Linked DNA regions of Ovis aries: region 1 is linked to region 2. A link is a contact called in public Hi-C data. All regions are on one chromosome and are shown on one strand. The core of a region is the stretch at or near the end of the contact, and the rest is flanking DNA. Distances in the headings are between cores, read along the strand shown.

What was found. Hi-C and Micro-C count contacts between places; a contact is called where the count stands out from the background.
Region 1: a Hi-C map of hypothalamus shows a contact between it and region 2, with 2.5 times the contacts expected there. The contact joins the promoter of SNRPB here to the promoter of NOP56 in region 2. A contact is called at or near these places in 7 of 16 Hi-C or Micro-C datasets (blood, hypothalamus, liver and 3 more).

The regions. Positions count from the first base shown.
Region 1 is chr13:52,392,334-52,396,019 of ARS-UI_Ramb_v3.0, reverse strand. It overlaps SNRPB (small nuclear ribonucleoprotein polypeptides B and B1), which reads right to left and starts at 2,388. Exons shown (of 7, transcript XM_015099749.3): 1 at 2,283-2,388. The coding sequence starts at 2,285.
Region 2 is chr13:52,250,702-52,254,079 of ARS-UI_Ramb_v3.0, reverse strand. NOP56 (NOP56 ribonucleoprotein) reads left to right here and starts at 1,295. Exons shown (of 12, transcript XM_004014385.5): 1 at 1,295-1,327; 2 at 1,482-1,571; 3 at 1,932-2,046; 4 at 2,646-2,807; 5 at 2,961-3,159. The coding sequence starts at 1,325. LOC114117669 (small nucleolar RNA SNORD110) reads left to right here and starts at 2,421; the gene lies at 2,421-2,492. LOC114117656 (small nucleolar RNA SNORA51) reads left to right here and starts at 3,247; the gene lies at 3,247-3,378.

The DNA of each region.
Region 1 (3,686 bases), core at 1,139-3,638, 140 kb before region 2:
AGGAAATCAGTCCTGAATATTCATTGGAAGGACTGATGCTGCAGCTGAAACTCCAATACTTTGGCCACCTGATGCGAAGAACTGACTCATTTGAAAAGACCCTGATGCTGGGAAAGATTAAAGGTGGGAGGAGGGGACGACAGAGGATGAAATGGTTGCATGGCATCACCAACTCAATGGACATGAGTTTGAGTAAACTCCAGGAGTTGGTGATGGACAGGGAGGCCTGGTGTGCTGCAGTCCATGGGGTCACAAAGAGTTGGACACAACTGAGGGACTGAACTGGATTCAATGTTGTATTATGTTTCAGAAGTGAGAGGGTAAGATGGCTCCAAACTACTGAACCCCATGCATATTAGAGATCAGTGGCCATCTACCACTGTGCAGATTACAGGTGACTCCAGTGCTGTGGAACACCACCATCCCATTAAAAAGACTGAGGTAAAAAAAAAAAAAAAAAAAAAAAACACCGAGTAAAAGAGCTGGAATGGGACTGGCACTAAGAACCCAATCAATGAAGAGCCTGTTATCAGAAAGGAGATGAACAGCTTAGAAGAGGAGAATGGAACCACCGAATCAGTGATTTGTTAGTGTGCCTCCAAGACTATATTCAGCAACGTCAAAACTTCCTAGTAACCAGAGTGCTAATGAGTTTGAACACATAATGAGAATATACAAGCTGCTATACTCCTTAACCCAACAACCTTTTCTCCTTCACAGCCTGGCTTCAAATGTAGTTGTGCTAAAATAGAGTATACAGACCTCACAAGAGGACTGTCAAGTGCCCTTGGCAGTTACATCTCTATGAATAAACATTTGTTATATCAGCCTCCCATTAGTTTGACCAGTCTTAACTCATCCAAGAGCCTTTGAGGTACCAGGCACTGTGGTTGCTATTCATCTCTGTGAGGTTGAACAAACACAGGTTTTCTGAACGTACAAATGCATGGATCAGAATCTTGACTCCTGTTACCCTGGAGACTCAAGTTATGCGGTGCAGTTTCTTTTACATGACCATTTTAACCAAACTGTAACCACAGCTTCTAACCACTCGTGTCTGAACCTTTACAGTAACATTTACAGCTCCATTTGTCTTCTACAGCTAATTCGCACTGGGCGCTGACTGGCAGGCACTGCCACAAGCACTACTTATCTCATTTAATCCTTAAAATCAGACTTTACAGATGAGGTCACATGGCTGTAAGAGGTCAAGCTGTGCTGAAAGCTAGTGAGCCTGAATCCAGTGCCTACTTTTCTAACCAACTCTCTAAACTACACCCTGCTTCCGGTTCACCCGATATATAACAGCTACCTAACAGTTATCTTTCTGAACACAAATAAGTACGTGTCCTTTTGCTTGTTAAAAATCCTTCAATGGCATCCCTTACCACTAACAAAATTAAATAGCATGTAAAGCCTTTAATAACCAGATTCCCGCCATTTCCTCCCACCAACATTCTTCCCTTTCCCCTCTAAGAATCTTCAACAATGCTACCCTTCACGCTTTGTTCTTGCAGTCCTTCGGATCTATACCATTCTTTCCCATTTTCGCCCGAGTCTTAGGACTCTGACAGGGATCACCGAGTCTAGAAAACATTCTTATCTCGCTCCCCGCCGTTACTTTTACTTAACGCTGAATTACCACTCCGAATTATGTTACCCGTGTCTCCAAATAAGAGTGAACGCAGTGAAGAAAGGAAACACTTCATTGTGTAGCCCCAGGGCCTGAAAAGTCAGGCGTACTCAAGCATAAATGCTGAACAAAAGAGTTAAACTTTTCCTCCCTCACTCATCCTCCGTTCCCTCCTCCCCATCTACCAGAATCAACACTGTTTCCGGCCACAAGTCCTTCCACGTCTTTCCGCAACTCCTCGGACCCTCACCCTTCACAAGTCTGAGCCTCTCACTCGGTCTTACTCAGTCCTTCTACGGCGCTAGTGCTTGCTCAGAAGCCCCCTACACACATACATGCCGCAAAGTTTACTCAGCGCCTGTGGGATCCCACAGCGGCTTGGAGAGACCCAGCCCTAACCTCGCGCGTACCAAGCGACTTCTGGCCTCGGTCCCTTATTTCCAGCCTTCTACCCCACCCCCCACCCCGGACCCCCTCGCCCAGTCCACCGAGGGACGACGGTGTGAGTCTTTCCTACGCAGACGGAGGCGCCGCGGCCCGGGCCTTCACCCCCTGAGCGGCCAACCCATGACCTCCTTCCTGGTTAATCGCGATCCCCACCCCACAAGAGGCTCAGGAGCTCCCGTGCTGCTGGTCTGCGCCTCCTCACCATGGTGGCGGTTCTGATGGCTCAGATTCCCGCCGGATTCGTCTTCGTGGAGGCCTAGAAGCCCGCGAGTAACTCGCTTCCCGCCGCCGCTACCGGAAATGTAACCGCAGGGAAAATGGGGTCGGGTAGCAAGCTGCTTCCGGTCCCGGAGTTGGGCCTTGAGTTCCGGCCGAGGCGCTGAGTTATGAGCTTAGGGCAGGGCGGAACTTTGGGCGGTGCTATCTTCGGATCCTCTTTGTTGGACTGCTTCCCGGCTTCAGTCGGTACTTAGAGCTGCTCCTTTTCACCTTCACCACCCATTCCCCCGCGTCCCAGCCCGTTAACTTTCGGTCCTCATCTCCCAGCACTTTATCCCGGCTCTCTTGTCTACAGGACTTTCGTGGTAGTTCAGCTGGTAAAGAATCTGCCTGTAATGCAGGAGACCCCTGTTTGATTCCTGGGTCGGGAAGATCCCCTGGAGAAGGGATGGGCTACTGACTCCGATATTCTGGCCTGGAGAATTCCATGGACTGTATCAGCCCATGGGGTCGCAGAGTCAGACACCACTGAGCGACTTTCACTTTCATCTCTTGTCTACAGCCACAGTCCCTGCTTTTCCGTGAACTTACTCGACCTGCTTCTGCACAGCACCTTTGCTGTTGCCTCTGCCTAGAATGCTAGTCGTCCATGTATGTGCACGGCTGACAGCCTCACCTTCATGAATTAAGTTCAAGTAACGTTTTCCCACTGAGGGCTTTCCTGGCCGTCCTTTTCTAAAACTGAAACCTTCCCACCCATCCCTGTTTTATTAACACCTTTCTCCTTAACACTGATTGCTAACATACTGTATGTGTGTTATTATCCCTCCGCATTAGAATGTGAGTTCAAAGGATATGAATTTTTCTTTGTCCATTGTTCATTGCTGTAGTGCCTAGAACACTGCTTAGCACATAACAAGGGCTTAATAAATATTTGAATGAATGAATTTATCAGTCACTCCCATCCAGTCCCATGACTTTTTTTTCAATGATAACCTTTACTAAAATGTCCTAACACACACACACAAAATGTATTTCCAATGCATTACAGAAAATATGACCATTCAGGTAAAGACACAAAAAAGAAAATTAATGTTTTAATTTTTTTATATTTTGAATTTCCATAATTTTTTTTGTATTTTTGAGATTTGGACAAAATCTATACTTTAGTTAGTAATACTATATTACACGCTAATTTTCTTGTTTTTTTTGCAGCATATTTCTTTATATATTCAGAATTGAATTAGAAGTGTCAAGCCTAATTCAAATTTTTTTTATCACTAAGATAATAAACTTTTAAGACTTTTTTTCTAGATGCCAAAATACATGGAAGTATTTCAGAATTTTAAGTGAATATAAATTAGAAGTCTAGAATTCTATTAAGGCT
Region 2 (3,378 bases), core at 46-2,545:
TAATATGTTCCAATATATTTTGGAAACTTCTATTTAATGTGGCATTTATAATGCTTTAACATTCTCATGTAACAGATTAATTTTGCAATTCCATTTTAAAACATGAGATGGAGTAACTGATCCAATTCCATTTTAAAAACATGAGATGGAGTCTGAACTCACGATTGTAAGTGGATACAGGCAACAAAATGTAAGCACACATGTAAGCAATATTAAGACTATGATATTAAGATTTATGATTAAAATTTAATCTACTAGATTTTAAGAGCTCAGTACTTGAATCTTGTCAAATAACTGAACTGCTTTAGAAAATACCTTGAATTTATAAATGCACGCTAGTTGTGGGAATTTTAAGTTGTAAAAACCCCCTTAAGATGATTTATTTTTAATTTACCAACATATACCATTTTGGGGTAACCAGGTTTTGGACTTGTAACTCAGACATTATTAAAGCAAAAGTATCAATAATTTCAAAACAGTCTCCTGAGTGCCTTAAAGCTGCCCAGAGGACACGACAGCAGCTCCCGTTCACTTGGAACTAACAGGGTACTAAGTTGGGCAGTGCACCAGGGCGAGTGACACTTGGCCCCGCAGAAGGAAGGTTCTGCCGAAGCAGGGAACAATAAACCGAACCGGAAAAAGATGGGAATCATCTTTCTTTCCTACTTCAGCGCCTGAAGCCTTTATTTTTAAAAATAAAACTGAAAAGCACCAAGTCAGCAATGGGAATCACGACTTCAAAGTCCGCGCCAGCGCCTCAGGCCCAGCTTCCGCCCCAGTGATGAGGAAAGCCAGCGCAGAACCCTGGCCCGGCAGAGGGTAGACCCCTATTGCTGGGTGGGGACGCAGCGGGTCCTGGTATCCTGGGGACGTGGGGCGGGGCCTAGGTCCTGAGATGCCTAGCGCTGCGGAGACTGGGCTCCGCAACAGTTTCTGCTCTGAAGTGTGGCCGCGATCAGTGCGGGGGCCTCCAGCCCGGATCCCACCAAGCTCTGCTGCCTGTAATTTACAGGATGAAAACAAGAGTGAATGAACCAGAAAAGCGCGCCTTTCCAAACCGTTTTGCAGCCTGCAGGGTCCGTTCCGGCCGGCGCGTACCAAGCAACCACGCCGCAGCCGAGACCGGAAAAGGCCGACTTGCAGGCGCTCGCGCCCCTGTCCCCGCCTGCGGGCCGTACCACCCCGGGCGACCCCTCCCGAGGAAAGGGATGGTACCGTCCCCGGCCTCCGATTGGCCGACGAGGCGGGGGCGTGGCCTCTGGAGCCCGGTTCCGCGCGCCAGAGCGCGCTCGCCACAGTGCGAGCCGGACTAGGAGCGAGCGCCATGGTGAGGAGTGGTTGTAGGTTGCGGGCGAGGTGGAGGCCGTGGTTTAGGCCTGGGTTTGGGCTGGAGCGTGGGCCGGGACCAGGGCCTTCCCCGGGGACGGGGCTGGGCAAACGTGAGATAAGCGCTTACTCTGGTGTCCCGGCTCCCTTTTCAGGTGCTGCTGCACGTGCTTTTCGAGCACGCGGTCGGCTACGCGCTTCTGGCGCTGAAGGAGGTGGAGGAGATCAGCCTTCTGCTGCCGCAGGTGGGTGGACATGGTGGGCTAGCCAGCGGCTCCGCAGCCCCTCGGGCCGCGCGGGCCCCAGCATGCACCGCGTGCTCCCACGTGGCCGGCCGCGCGTTGGGAGGTGCGCTGGGCCTGACAGTTCCAAAGTAGGTGGTCCTTACTTGCATTCGTGATTAGAATTGCGTTAGAAGCATTAAAAAGTAAGCTTCCCAGATTCCACCCCATACCAATGAAGCGGAACCGGGATTTGGGACCCATGATCTGTCCATTTTTAGTGTTCGGTTGGTCCTAAGAGTGCTTTCAGGTCCAAGAGCTGCTGCTGCTTTACTGCCCCCTAGAGGCAAGAGGGAGGGAAGAATATCACCTTTCTCCCCCCAGGTGGAGGAGTGCGTGCTGAACCTTGGCAAATTCCACAACATCGTTCGTCTTGTGGCCTTTTGTCCCTTTTCCTCGTCCCAAGTTGCCTTGGAAAATGCCAACGCTGTGTCTGAAGGTGAGTTGGCCACTAAATATTGTAGAGAGATGAGCCTAGATGTAGTTCTTGCTACTGTTAACCCTTTAACAACCTAGGATGTACGCTTTATTTCTTGTAGGCACTGTAGTAATGATTTTTAAGTGAAATCAGGCTGGGGTTGAGGGGCTGGTATAATGGTAGATCCAATCAAATGTGGTTCTCTGCTAGTTTGTTCAGTTGATTGCAAAGGGCAATTTTGATGCCAAAAGCCTGGAGGAAGTTTTAGTCCCAGAAGGCAGATCTGGTACTAAATACATCCATTGTGCTCCAGGGTGTGTTTCAAGCTTTCAATAATATATTTTACACTTAGGTTATGGGGCCTGAGTTCTGTTCTCCTATGGTTGATGCTGGCTTTGCAGTGATGACTTGAGTCTGTCAATCCCCTGAGTGAGTGTAATCACTGATGTCTCCATGTCTCTGAGCAAAGCCTCTGAGTAAGAGGAGGGCTCTAGGCACAGGCCATCTTAGCATACTCTGTAAGATCAGTCTCACTGATCAGCAGTTGAGGTGACAAGATCTCTTTTTACGATTTAAACGTCCTTCAGCATGTTAGTGGGAGCTCTGTTCTTTGCCTTGAGGTGTTGTTCATGAGGACCTCCGCCTGCTCTTGGAGACTCACCTGCCACCCAAAAAGAAGAAAGTACTTCTGGGGGTTGGGGACCCCAAGATAGGTGCGGCTATACAAGAGGAGTTAGGGTACAACTGCCAGACTGGAGGTGTCATAGCCGAGATCCTTCGAGGTGAGACAGTTTTGAAATCTGGAGCTGGTGAGGGGGCGGTGGTTCTGGAAACCTAGCGGGTTGCTTTTTAGAAGCCCTCCTGCTTGTCTGGTACCTATGCATGCAGGTACTAGCTCAGAGCCTTTCCTTACTCACAGTCTCACCCTCTTCTAGGAGTTCGTCTGCACTTCCACAACCTGGTGAAAGGTCTGACCGATTTGTCTGCTTGTAAAGCCCAACTGGGGCTGGGACACAGCTATTCTCGTGCCAAAGTTAAGTTTAATGTGAACCGAGTGGACAATATGATTATCCAGTCCATTAGCCTCCTGGACCAGCTGGATAAGGATATCAATACCTTCTCCATGCGTGTCAGGTAAAGTGCAGGGGTGACCTGAGAAACAAGGTCTTGGGTCTGTGGGTTAGCTAATTTTGAATCCTGAAATCAGGACTGGTAGAGCTGGGCCTCCTGATGCTTACCACAGGCTGTGTTCTTACACTGACTGTATAGAAAGAGGAGGCAGAGTAAACCCACCCCATATACACCTCAGCCCAGGCAGGCCCTTTACCTGGTCTGTATTGTGAATGGGGAGAC